4 separate regions of the Mus musculus genome follow, and regions 1, 2 and 4 are each linked to region 3. Evidence: chromatin contacts called from public Hi-C and HiChIP or PLAC-seq data. All regions are on one chromosome and are shown on one strand. The core of a region is the stretch at or near the end of the contact, and the rest is flanking DNA. Distances in the headings are between cores, read along the strand shown. Region 1 overlaps Ebf1 (early B cell factor 1). Region 2 holds the start of 4930597A21Rik (RIKEN cDNA 4930597A21 gene). Region 3 overlaps Ebf1 (early B cell factor 1). Region 4 overlaps Ebf1 (early B cell factor 1).

What was found. A called contact is a pair of places that touch in the nucleus more often than the background predicts. HiChIP or PLAC-seq counts read pairs in DNA pulled down with a chosen protein or histone mark.
Region 1: a contact with region 3 is called in a Hi-C map of ventricular fibroblasts, with 3 times the contacts expected there. The contact joins two enhancer-like sites. A contact is called at or near these places in 4 of 39 promoter capture datasets (liver, pre-B cells and stem cell-derived epiblast-like cells), 1 of 484 Hi-C or Micro-C datasets (ventricular fibroblasts) and 4 of 115 datasets of contacts at active chromatin or transcription factors (embryonic basal ganglia, embryonic limb bud, fibro-adipogenic progenitors and 1 more).
Region 2: a Hi-C map of 3T3-L1-derived adipocytes shows a contact between it and region 3, with 8 times the contacts expected there. The contact joins the promoter of 4930597A21Rik here to the enhancer-like site in region 3. A contact is called at or near these places in 1 of 15 datasets of contacts at CTCF or cohesin (embryonic stem cells), 50 of 484 Hi-C or Micro-C datasets (3T3-L1-derived adipocytes, the Ba/F3 cell line, CD4 T cells and 33 more) and 6 of 115 datasets of contacts at active chromatin or transcription factors (CD4 single positive thymocytes, craniofacial prominence, double positive thymocytes and 3 more).
Region 4: an H3K27ac HiChIP or PLAC-seq map of the NIH/3T3 cell line shows a contact between it and region 3, with 3 times the contacts expected there. The contact joins two enhancer-like sites. A contact is called at or near these places in 2 of 15 datasets of contacts at CTCF or cohesin (large pre-B cells and pro-B cells), 7 of 484 Hi-C or Micro-C datasets (the C2C12 cell line, embryonic stem cells, palatal mesenchyme and 2 more) and 3 of 115 datasets of contacts at active chromatin or transcription factors (the NIH/3T3 cell line, embryonic basal ganglia and fibro-adipogenic progenitors).

Annotation. Positions count from the first base shown.
Region 1 is chr11:44,684,718-44,687,480 of GRCm38.p6, forward strand. All of the region lies in intron 6 of Ebf1 (early B cell factor 1), which reads left to right. Among named protein-coding and RNA genes, the nearest start is that of Ebf1, 68 kb to the left of the region's middle. Within about 2 kb of position 1,269, at least 47 of the 459 cell types and tissues checked have an H3K27ac peak or open chromatin away from gene starts, as enhancers often do.
Region 2 is chr11:44,584,893-44,587,835 of GRCm38.p6, forward strand. It overlaps 4930597A21Rik (RIKEN cDNA 4930597A21 gene), which reads left to right and starts at 1,425. Exons shown (of 4, transcript NR_126460.1): 1 at 1,425-1,458; 2 at 2,410-2,585.
Region 3 is chr11:45,001,672-45,004,851 of GRCm38.p6, forward strand. Ebf1 (early B cell factor 1) reads left to right here. Exons shown (of 16, transcript NM_007897.3): 16 at 3,046-3,180. The coding sequence ends at 3,077. Among named protein-coding and RNA genes, the nearest start is that of Gm51859, 85 kb to the right of the region's middle. Within about 2 kb of position 1,445, at least 51 of the 459 cell types and tissues checked have an H3K27ac peak or open chromatin away from gene starts, as enhancers often do. A contact at or near this core is called in 3T3-L1-derived adipocytes, the NIH/3T3 cell line and embryonic fibroblasts, where this site is marked.
Region 4 is chr11:44,724,578-44,727,334 of GRCm38.p6, forward strand. The region is part of intron 6 of Ebf1 (early B cell factor 1); the gene reads left to right. Among named protein-coding and RNA genes, the nearest start is that of Ebf1, 110 kb to the left of the region's middle. Within about 2 kb of position 1,369, at least 31 of the 459 cell types and tissues checked have an H3K27ac peak or open chromatin away from gene starts, as enhancers often do. A contact at or near this core is called in the NIH/3T3 cell line, where this site is marked.

The DNA of each region.
Region 1 (2,763 bases), core at 19-2,518, 320 kb before region 3:
TGAGTGTCGTGTGTCACGTGACACTGATTTGTTGATCGCCACTTTGGAAATTTTCAGGTCTGGGTTTTGATGCTTGGCCTCTTTATTTAGTTTGGGAGTAGGGGCAGATGTGGGAGGGTGGAGGGGTAGAGGAGGCGGGGACTGAGCTCTTTCCCTTTTACTTTGTGTGTAATGTTTAGATCTTGCCTTCTCTTCTGCCTGTGTGGGGCTGGATTAAATGGAGGACGTAGTTAACACAAGGACCTGAGAGCTCTTGATGGCCTCTTGAGATAATTCGGTTGTAAGCATTGAGCAAAACGCGCATTGTCCGGATAGACTCATTTCAAGTGCTAATCGAGAACGTTACATTTTTTACAGAAGCCTGGGTCATAATACTGTGGGTGGCAATTCCAAAATAAATATTAGTGAGATAGATGCCTTACAGGGAGGAGGGAGGGGGAGGGAGGGAGGAGGAAGGAGGGAGGGAAGAGACAGACTCTGGATCAGGCTTCCATGGAATTCATCTATAATTTAACCTGGGCTCCGACATAAAGCATGGGAGTGCTTCTACTTAATGAGTATAATACTACATAGATAAGAGACTAAAAACACAGCCCTGGTTTGAGCCAGCATTGGGCTAACAGTCTAGAAAATCCAGTGAAGTGCTTACCAAGACATCAGTGGTATGTCTTGATTTCTAAATATAATTGTTTTGAGTAGATGTGAGAAATTCCTTCCCGTGAAGTGGATGGGAGAGAAGGAGGCTGGATATCGAGACTGGAAGGATTTGGACTTGAGTCCTGGATATGATGTAGACCTGGGGAGACTGATAAGCTTAGCCTGTTCCTTAAATGTGTGCATTGTGGAAGATAATTCGGTCCCATAATAGCTATGTAAGTATTTTGTAGTCAGCCTTTGCCACACACATTGTTTTTTGACTGGACACTTTCTCAAGACTCTTGATGGATCATAACCAGATCTACAAACATCAGAGAATCTTAGAATGCGTTGTTCAAGTAACCCTAAGGGGAAAATGTAGTTTGATGATTGAAAAATACCCTCCCCCAATTTACCATTAACATATCTTGCAAGAGGGGAGCATAGTGGCAGATTTTCAAATTGCACCCAGAAAAGATGGCCGTTTTGTTTTTCTTTTAACTAAAAGTGGCCAAGATTTCCCAACTATTCTATTTTTACAGAAATCTTAAAGGTTTCATTGCTGGGTCAGATTTAAGGCCTGTGTGGGAACCGGCGACTTCTGCCAGAGGCTCAGCGCCATCCCTGCTGTGTTGCGGTTTCCGCGTATTTTTACATTCCACGCATTGCTGAACTGAGCCCTAAATCACTGGTGCTTCGCGCGAGTTTGCGACCTTTTAGGCTTGGGCTTCGGGACTGAATGCATTATTTTAAAAACGAGATGTTTTTCTTGCCGTGGAGCCGCAGCTACTGAGTCTCCCTCCTCCCCTTCTCAGGGCTCCACCCGTCACTTCCCCCCGGTTGAAGTCAAAGGTAAACTTTATATAGCACAGGAAACATTTGGGACTGCTAATAAACAAATGTTAGAAACGAAGGGCTTTAATTGTTGGGTGCACATGCGCGTTTAGCATAATAAAGCCAGTTGCGATTGGGTGCAAGGAAAGAGTTTCTTACTCCTCCTCCCAAGTGTCTAGATTACCTAAGAGCAGATGTATGGCCGCCTGGATTCTGGACACGTTCCTAGAGAAGACTGTGTAGTCATTTATAACGGTGGCACCCTGTTATCCATTCTTACAGCTTCAGCCCTCTTTCTGTCCCCCATATTCTTAATCACTTTCCCGTAGGCCTTGGGCCGCACCGGTCACAGCTATCAGTTCCACGCCCACGATGTGCATGCCCACGATGTGCATGCTGGTCTTCAGAAATTTCAGTTCTCCACAAGCTCTCTAGACCCTCTTTATTCTCAGGGGAGTTGTTCAGTGCGCTCGGAGCATCTCGCTAGCCACCCCTCCTGTCCTCCAAGCTTTTTGTGCTTCTTCACACCACACAGACTCTTTCTTTCTTCCCAAGTACACTCAGTACCTGCCTTCCATTCTGTCTCCCTGCCCTTCCGTGGTGTTTTTCCATAGTGAGGAACCTCTGAGGGTCTGTACAATTGCATCCTTCTGCCTGCGGCCTTCCCTGAGCCCATCTGGCATTCGGCTTTCCAACCCCTCTCTCTTGGATTTAATTTATGACCAGATTTAAATTAAAAATATATCTACATGTTAAAAAAAAGTTACTGTTTCTTCTAGGTCAGCTTATTGGCTAGATGTTGATATATAAAGATAAATGAAAATGCATGGGTCTATGACCATTATGGATCAATTTTAAATCTCAAGGAAAAAAGTTTTAAAAGCATGTTACAGAAAAAGGAAAAAAAAAGAAAATAGAAAAACAACCCATACATTCATTTTTAACATTTCAATGAAGTTATAAGGGGCTGGAAGGATGGCTCAATGGTTAGGAAGGCATATTGCTTACACACACACACACACACACACACACACACACACACACACACACACACACACACAGAGGCAATTAAAACTAAAATAAAATGTTTAAAATAGTTATGATAGTATAATTCTAATCTTTGTTTTAAATTTTTGTATATGCATATATGTATGTGTAATATATGTGCATATATATATTTATAGTTATTCTTCCATGTCTCTATGTAGCCCATATTATTTTGGATAGTACATTATTTTGCTGTTGTTTAAAATGCTGTTTTTTTTCACTTTTAGTAATACTTGTAGATAGTAA
Region 2 (2,943 bases), core at 175-2,674, 420 kb before region 3:
CTAACCAGTACCCCTGAGCTCTTGACTCTAGCTGCATATGTATCAAAAGATGGCCTAGTCGGCCATCACTGGAAAGAGAGGCCCATTGGACACGCAGACTTTGTGTGCCCCGGTACAGGGGAACGCCAGGGCCAAAGGGGGGGAGTGGGTGGGTAGGGGAGTGGGGGTGGGTGGGTAAGGGGGACTTTTGTTATAGCATTGGAAATGTAAATGAGCTAAATACCTAATAAAAAATGGAAAAAAAAAAAAAACCCCAGTGCCAATAGACAACTTCCCAATTGAAACTCCATTTTCTTTCTTTCTTTCTTTCTTTCTTTCTTTCTTTCTTTCTTTCTTTCTTTCTTTCTTTCTTTCTTTCTTCCTTCCTTCCTTCCTTCCTTCCTTCCTTTCTCTCTCTCTCTCTCTCTCTCTCTTATTTTCTCTCTCTCTCTCTTTCTTTCTTTCCCTTTTTTCTTTTTTTCTTTCTTTTTTTTGGATAGGCAGGGTTATATTTCAGGACATTTCTCTGGTTCACACTACACTTCCTTTATTCAAAATTAAGCGTGATAGTTGGGGTTAAGGCAAGGGCTCGGCCTGGATACAGGTTGTGTAAAGGTTCAGAGGGCTCGCTTTGTGGCTCAGAGGCAGAGCAATAGCCTCACATGCATGGCACCCTAGTCCAATCTCCACTGCAGCAAATTAGGAAGCTTTAGATATACTCTGTAATTAATGTAGAACTGTAATCTACGTCTGACACTTCAGATACAGATGATGTCATCTATACCTGAGTCAGCTCATGAAATCTAAGACTCTGGATGATGTAAGAATTAATTAATAAAAAATGGGAGTATAGGGAAGGTTCCCTTTTTATGTTAAAATCCTAATGAGTAAAATTAGAGTAAAAAATGACAGCATTAGGTTACTATTTTGCAACTGTTACTTCATTGAGGTTTCAAGCAAAAACATCAGCTTTGCAAACTCGAACATTGTTACTCCATGAATCCCTTATTAATTAGAAGAGAATTCACAGCAGCTTTCTAAGATGGAATCTTGGTGGTCAGGACCACTGTAACCAAACACTCAATATAACCAGTGCCATGACAAGCCTTTGTCATGTGCCTTTTGCTATGATTTGAATATATATATATATATATATATATATATATATATATATATTCTTCAGCATATAATCCTATATGTGGGATTACTGTTCAAGTATATCTCATAACCATAGCAGACAAACTCAAACTAGGGAACAGTGTACAAAAGAATATTTCTGCTTTCATGGTAAGCCTGATTAAATCAAAGGTCTTCTAGACAGGTGCACTACCAAAGATTACCACTAGATGTCACCATGGTCCTGCAGTTTGTTCAGTTTTCCAACTGCCTTTGTGGGTGCATCCGTTGTTCTTGGATTCTTAAAGCAGATACATTTAAGCAATTCTAACACACACAGACTTGGAAAGACCTACAAATTAAGTAAGGTTAGAGGTAATGGAGGTGGAGAACGAAGTTTTAGATTAAGTTTGTGTCTACCATTTCATACTGTGGACTGGGTGATTCCTGCTGACCCCCAGGCCCTGGTTTCCTTATGTGTAAAATGATTAGGGTAAGCTTTAAGGTAGGGATTAGGGTAGCCTTTAAGCTGATATTTTCTGATTGAAAGTGTTTCAGTGTTCTTACGAGAAATTTTTCTCTGGACCACTCTGGACCCATTACTGTTTACTCTGTCAGCCTGCCCCTCCCTCTGCCCCACACCCCCTTATTTTTTTTTAAATTAGATATTTTCTTTATTTAAATTTCAAATGTTATCCCCTTTCCTGGTTTCCTCTCCCAAAACATCCTCTCCCCCTCCCCCCTCCCCCTGCTCACCAACCCACCCACTCCTGCTTCCTGGCCCTGGCATTCCCCTATACTGGGGCATAGAGCCTTTACAGGACCAAGGGCCTATCCTCCCATTGATGACCGACCAGGCCATCCTCTGCTACATATGCAACTAGGGCCATGAGTCCCACCATGTGTTTTCTTTGATTGGTGGTTTAATCCCAGGGAGCTCTGGGGGTACTGGTTAATTCATATTGTTGCTCCTTCTATGAGGCTGCAAAACACTTCAGCTCCTTGGGTACTTTCTCAAGCTCCTTCATTGAGGACCCTGTGCTCCGTCCAATGGATGACTGTGAGCATCCACTTCTGTATTTGTCAGGCACTGGCAAAGCCTCACAGCAGACAGCTATATCAGGCTCCTATCAGCAAGCTCTTGTTGGCTTCCACAATAGTGTCTGGGTTTGGTGATTGTATATGGGATGGACCTCCAGGCCCACACCCCCTTATTTATCTCATTTGTGTTTATCTCTGTTTATGTAAATGGAAGTAAAGAGATCTCAATAATGTTACAATCACAAATGTAAACCTTTTCCCTTGCATAAGTAGAAGGTACCCAGAGGGAATAACTTAGAGACTGTAGATATGATCCAGTGGATCAGCCAGGCAAGAGGACTGGCTGCCAGTAATTCCAGAACCCGGGACGTAAAGATCCCCTTGGCAAGTTGGCTAGTGAGACTAGCCAGAATTGGAGACCTTTAGGGTTAAAGAGAGACCCTGCCTCCGTAAGTAAGGGGGGATTGATTGAAGAAGACATTTGCCTTCAACTCTGGACTACCACATTCATGCGCACACACATGCACACATGCACCACCATACATGTGCAGCCACACATATGTGACCATGAAAATATAAACACATACTGGCTCCACACATATGTATAAATACACACCCCTCCATATATATATTAGAGTGGGGTAATTAAATCTGACCTAGGTACTATGTGCTGAAGGTCAGGGCCTGGCACTTGCTGTGTTTTTGTCCTGTGTTTAGAGTTACAGAGTATTAAAGAATACTTACAGACAGACTAACCCTGAGACTTTCCTTAGGCAGATGGCAAGAAAGTGGAGACTGAAGATCTTT
Region 3 (3,180 bases), core at 195-2,694:
AAGTCAGCATTCCAGCAGCAGTTTTGGGACATTCCAAGCCTCCGATACCCATCCCTCTCACCCACATAATTAATTTTCAGATTGCAGCACAGATAGGAAAACAGCTTCTAGACCCAGTATTGCCATGTAGTCATGCAGTGAGGTTTCTTTATTGGGAGGGCCTCCTTTGAGGTGCCTAGACTCAGGCCACAGATGGCTAGCATTTTGTTGTGTAAGAAAAGTGTAGGGTGCAGTAACCCTTTACAAAAACGTGTAAGTAAGTAACTGTGGGCCTTGCTTAGAGGGTAATAGATCTTGTGTTAGACTTATGTTCTGTGAACTGTTTACAGAGTGGGGACCAGCCATGCTCATCCCATAGTGCCCCTTAAGTATATTTGATACTAACACCACCTATTTGCAAACATTTATAAGCCAGGGAAATCATGTTTGAAAACTTCTACAACTCTAAATTCTCTTCAAAGAATTCAGAAACCTCGTTGAGCCACCATCCCAGGGGATGCTACAAGCCCTTTGCAGAAGGCATGCCCCATTTCCTGTCCAGGACACTGCTCACTCAAGTGCCAGCTGAGTCTCTCAAGGGTATGGGGTTTATAACTACCAAAAAAGAAGTGTACCAGCACACCAGTGAATTTGGTGGGGAACTTTAATGGAAACCTATGAAGATGCTTAAATCTAACCAACCTAAGAAATTATTTGAGTAACAAAACACTATTTTAATTTTTTTTTAATTCATGTGACCCTCATAGGATGTTTTCCTAGGGCCCAGAGGGTAAGTGTCCATCTAGGTTACAATGGACACATCTAAGAATACATGGGCTAAAACAGCAGATTTGTCAGCTTTCTGCTTTACTTTAGATCATATGGACACTCCCTGAGCTGTCCTGGGCAGGACAGAGACTGCCCGTCCACCAGCAACATAGTATTTTTTATTTACTTTTATTTATTTATTTATTTATTTATTTATTTATTTATTTATTTAATAGAAAGGAGGAGAGACTAGCTTCATTAACTACAAGCTTCACCTTCCTGCTATTTAGGCTTTACTTCCTGCTATCTATTAAAGGGTAGAGGATCCACCCGGCACATGCTTAGGGACCCAAAGTGATACTGAGCCAGCACACTGAGGGACTCCCCCCCCCCCCCAGCTGCCAATCCTTGTACAAGAGGCTGCAGCATCTGGAACTCTCAAGTTAAGGCCCAGGGTTTAAATACTAAGCCCCCCCCCCCCCTCACCCAAGTTCAATGAAGTCTAGGGCTCTCTCAGCTCTTAAGGGCACTGCTTTTCCAACTGATCCCAAGTCTTGGGTGGCGGGGGTGGGGGGCTTAAGTCAGGCTGCATTTGGCAAAAGATGACTTCCTGTTTCTAAGAAAGAAAGAAAGGCTTATGAGGGTTTAGGAAAGGACTCCAGGAGCTTTTGGACTGCAAAGGGGCTCTTGCAAAACAACATTTGGATGATTTACGTGTAAATGAATCAGAAACATGTGGATTGAATTTCCTTGCGAATACAGATGGGTTTAAAAATTAACGGAAAAAGTGTTTGGCAAAATACTTTTGGGTTTTTCTTTTAATTGAATCTAAAATGTCAGGGGTTGGGGTAGGGAAGCCAGAGTAATGTGGGGGGGGTACATGGCCTGGTCTCCCTCTGTCCATCTGTGCCAATGGGGTTCCTTTATTTTAAGGAACATTTTCCACACATGATGGTTTAGTCAAAGGAAGGGAAAGAGGTCCAATTTCCTCATTAGTGATTAGTGCAGGCATTAATCACTGATGAGAATATTCACTTAAGTTTAGATTTGTCAATAAAAAGGAAAGAAAGAAAAGGCTTTTTTCTTTTTTCTTTTTCTTTCCGTGTTATCATTGTTAACCAAAGAAAGCCTTGTCTTTGGTTTTACACAGGCATCTCTCTTGGCTTGGTCTATTTTCAAGTTACCACACCATCTTTCCTATAGCAAACCCCTATTTTTCACACTCTTTCTGTTAAATGTGCCCTATTGGAATGGTGTCTATTTGATGTAGGGGCAAACACAGACCAGAGAAGTTTAACAGTGCTTTCAGCTAGATCCAAGAAGCAGAAATGGTAGTTCACAGGCAGAGGGTAATCTGCCTTGGGGTTAGACCCTGCCTGGGCTGGGGGGTTAGACCCAGGCGCTCTGCTTCTATTTAAACGTTCACTAACTCCTGAGTGCTGCAGTTCACTTCATGTTCCAGCCATGGAGGCTGAGGGTCAGGCAGAGAATTAGCCATCTCAGAGGAATGCGCTCTGAAGTGGGCAGGCATGAGGCAGCATTTCCTAAACATGGCCGTGCAGCTCCTAACTCCAAACTCTAAAATAAAAATAGGGTTGACTAAAAACAGGTCTTCCCTTCATAGGCTACATGTTTTCCCTAGTAGCCATGCTCAGGTCATTCCAGAAATCCTGGGAGTAGAGAGGCATTCTACAGTGTCCGGCAAACAGGCTCTCTCTTCCAACCAGGACTCAGCTTTCCCTGTGAACAATGCCTGCTGTGGTGCTGTGGCTGGCGTCCTTTTCCAGCTAGGGCTGAAGGGAAGGCCCTCCCTCAGATGGTTGCTCTGTTGCTTAATTTTCATGCTAATACAGAACATAAGGAGAGACTGTTCGCAGAAATTGTTGGCAGTTACAGCGGGCCATTCCTTTATTTTATACTTCGTATGTGATGGTGGGGGGGTGGAGGCAAAATGACAAACTGAAAATTCTCACTATTTTGCAAAGTCTGAGGCTGCAACTTTCCCAATGGTATTCTAACTATGCAACTCTCCAGCTATGTCTTAAAATTGAAGTCAGATTTAGAGAAATGTTTAGGATACCCTGTTAGAGACACATATACATGTATAACATTTTTAATAAGGTACATGTATATTTTATGACACAATTCATTCCCCGAAAGATGCAAGGGCATCTGGGTAACATTCAGCTACCAATGTCACGTGTGGATTGGGTTTTTTTGTTTTTAATTATTGTGTCTCCCCTCCCTTGTGAAATGTTTGGATGCAAAACCGTTGACTTCTGTCTTTTCTCTTCGTAGCGATATCTGGCATGATTGTCCCTCCCATGTGAAAGAATTGCCTTGAAGAATTTTATTAATGAAGAGGTTGGATTCTGCTACGAAAGTTATCTGACATGAGTCCCAGAGTGGAACTTTTAACTCAGGCCTTTTTAA
Region 4 (2,757 bases), core at 119-2,618, 280 kb before region 3:
AGGGTTGCAGACAGGAGTTGGGAGTTGGATAGTCACAGAATCCTGTGGTATTTGTGTGTCTATGTAATTTGGAAGCAGACACCTCAAGGGATCCCCCAGGTTTAGAGCTGCTGATCCTTTGCCCAAAGGTTTTCCCTGCAGTGTGATTATTATTAAATAAAGTATCACACCAGGAAGATGATGCCCCTTAATACTTAGGTTCTAGTCATCTTGTGGTAGCATCATAAGACTCCAAGAGCAAGGGGATATTGAGAAGTGGAAGACAGAAGATCTGGGAAAGTCACTGTCCTACACTGTGTGGCTGGAGTCCCGCCAATTATGAGGCTGACACTGACACAGAAGAGAAAGTGTTCTTAGAAGTTGGCCAAGATACTAAGAGATGCCTGTCTTAGTCAGGGTCTCTATTCCTGCACAAACATCATGACCAAGAAGCAGTTGGGGAGGAAAGGGTTTATTCGGCTTACACTTCCATGCTGCTGTTCATCACCAAAGGAAGTCAGGACTGGAACTCAGGCAGGTCAGGAAGCAGGAGCTGATGCAGAGGCCATGGAGGGATGTTCCTTACTAGCTTGCCTCCCCTGGCTTGCTCAGCCTGCTCTCTTATAGAACTCAAGACTACCAGTCCAGAGATGGTCCCACCTACAAGGGGCCTTTCCCCCTTGATCACTAATTGAGAAAATGCCTTAGAGTTGGATCTCATGGAGGCATTTCCTCAACTGAAGCTCCTTTCTCTGTGATAACCCCAGCCGTGTCAAGTTGACACAAAACTAGCCAGTACAATGCCTTAATGGACAAAGCCTAATGTTACTAATGAGAGGGTCCTGGTGTCTCTCAGAGGATGTCTTAGCCCACTGGATGTGTATTGTTATGGGCCAAATGTGTGCCTTTCAAAGTTTCTATCTGCTCTCAGATTGTTCATCTGGAACAAAACCCACGGAACATGCTTTCTAGTTGTGAAATTTTCCATGATGGGAAAAGCAACCTTGAATTTTCTGCATTAGTAGTTTGAATTTTCCGAATGAGCTGGGGAATTTTTATTACTCCGTACTGACAAGAGGGAAGAGTTCTTGTTTAATGAAACAAGCCACTCATAAATTTTTCACCTTGGTGACTTGAGCAGCCCCTTATTGGATCTCTTAATGTAATGGTGTATTTGAGACTTTTAAAGTAGAAATTAATGTCTACGGAAGGTAACTTCAAATGGCAAGATGGGAAACAGGGGTGCAGCTTAGTCTTCCTTGTTCTGAGGCATCAAACTCCCATCATCACTGATGCTAAAGTCAGAGGAAACGGTAGGCACAGAGTTCCAGGAACTTGACTCAAAAGGAACGCAGAGGAATAGAGTAGAAGAGAAGTCATCGATGTCAGGAGACTCCTCCCAGGTTGAGTCACTCCCTTGTGGCTATGTTCGTACAGTCAATCACAAGGCATGTTCAGTGTGTGTGTGTGTGTGTGTGTGTGTGTCTGTGTGTGTGTCTGTGTGTCTGTGTGTCTGTGTATCTGTGTGTGTCTGTGTGTGTGTGTACACTAAACTTTGTGAATTAGAACTTTCAAGATGGCTGAGTTGGTGAATTTGGGCAAAGCTACCCGATGTCATACCCAAGTAGTGCCTTGCGTGAGCTTTCTCACTGAGCTTGTAGAAAACTCAGTTTGCACATCTATCTGTTCATATTATTCAAGGTTTCCACTTGTCTTTCCTCAGTGGAAAACTGTCAGAAGCTCATCAACTTGGTCCAGAGTAAAAAGACAGGACAGTGTTCTCTTTGCTCTGAGGTGGATTTCAGAGGCTTCCTGCTGTCTGTTCTCTCCCTGCTTCCTACCTGCCAGAACGTTTGGCTAAGGTATGGGGAGTGGTCTGAGGATGAGACATAGATGATCGCCATGCCTCACCTCACCTGTCTTCCACTTCAAAAAGTGGATGCTGAAATCCTTTCTCCCAGTGCCGAAGGTGATGGGAAGTCGGCACTTGTATTTCTCTTTTCTGCTTGTTTCTTTAGAAACTGCACCCCAGTGATCTTTTTCTCCATACTCTGATTACTGCTTGAGATTTTTGCAGTTAGACACGTGTAAACATGCTAATGGTTCTGGTTGGTGTCTAAGGGGAAAAGTCATTTGTTCCCTTTTAATTTCTTTCTGATCATAGTTCTCAACTTGGGTTTCCAAGACCAGCTAGAGTCAGACACAGAGGCCATGGTGGGCAACGTTATACATCATGAGGTGTTTTATCCTTATTATAAACCTACAGCATCCCCAGAGCACTTAGGACCAATGTGATGGGGACCATTTTCCAGTTATGGTTTAGAGGCTAGTCATTCAGTTCTTTGGTGTCTACTTCCACTTATTTCTTCCTGTTTTCCCCTTTCCATAGCATCTCCCATTATCACTGCCATGGCTGTGACTAAAATTTTTATTTTCATTTTCAACTGAAAAACACTGAGACTCGAAGACCCCTCCCCCACCTCTGTAATCCATCGATTTGGTATCTGTGCTGGAGACCAAGCAGAGCCTTCTTATAGGTCACACTCAACCCCTAATAAATCTAAGGAAACAGCAGGGCTCTTAATATACCCCCAGTGAAGGTAAATCTTATGAGATTACATTTCAACAGCGAAAAAGACAGGCAGAATAATTTCGGTGTGAAATGTGTAAAGCCATATTTACAGAGCATCTCTTGATGCTGTTCCCAGATGTCTTTAAAAAGAAACTTTTTAGCTACATACAAAGAAACTGAAAACCAGGAATATAATTAATTGGCAA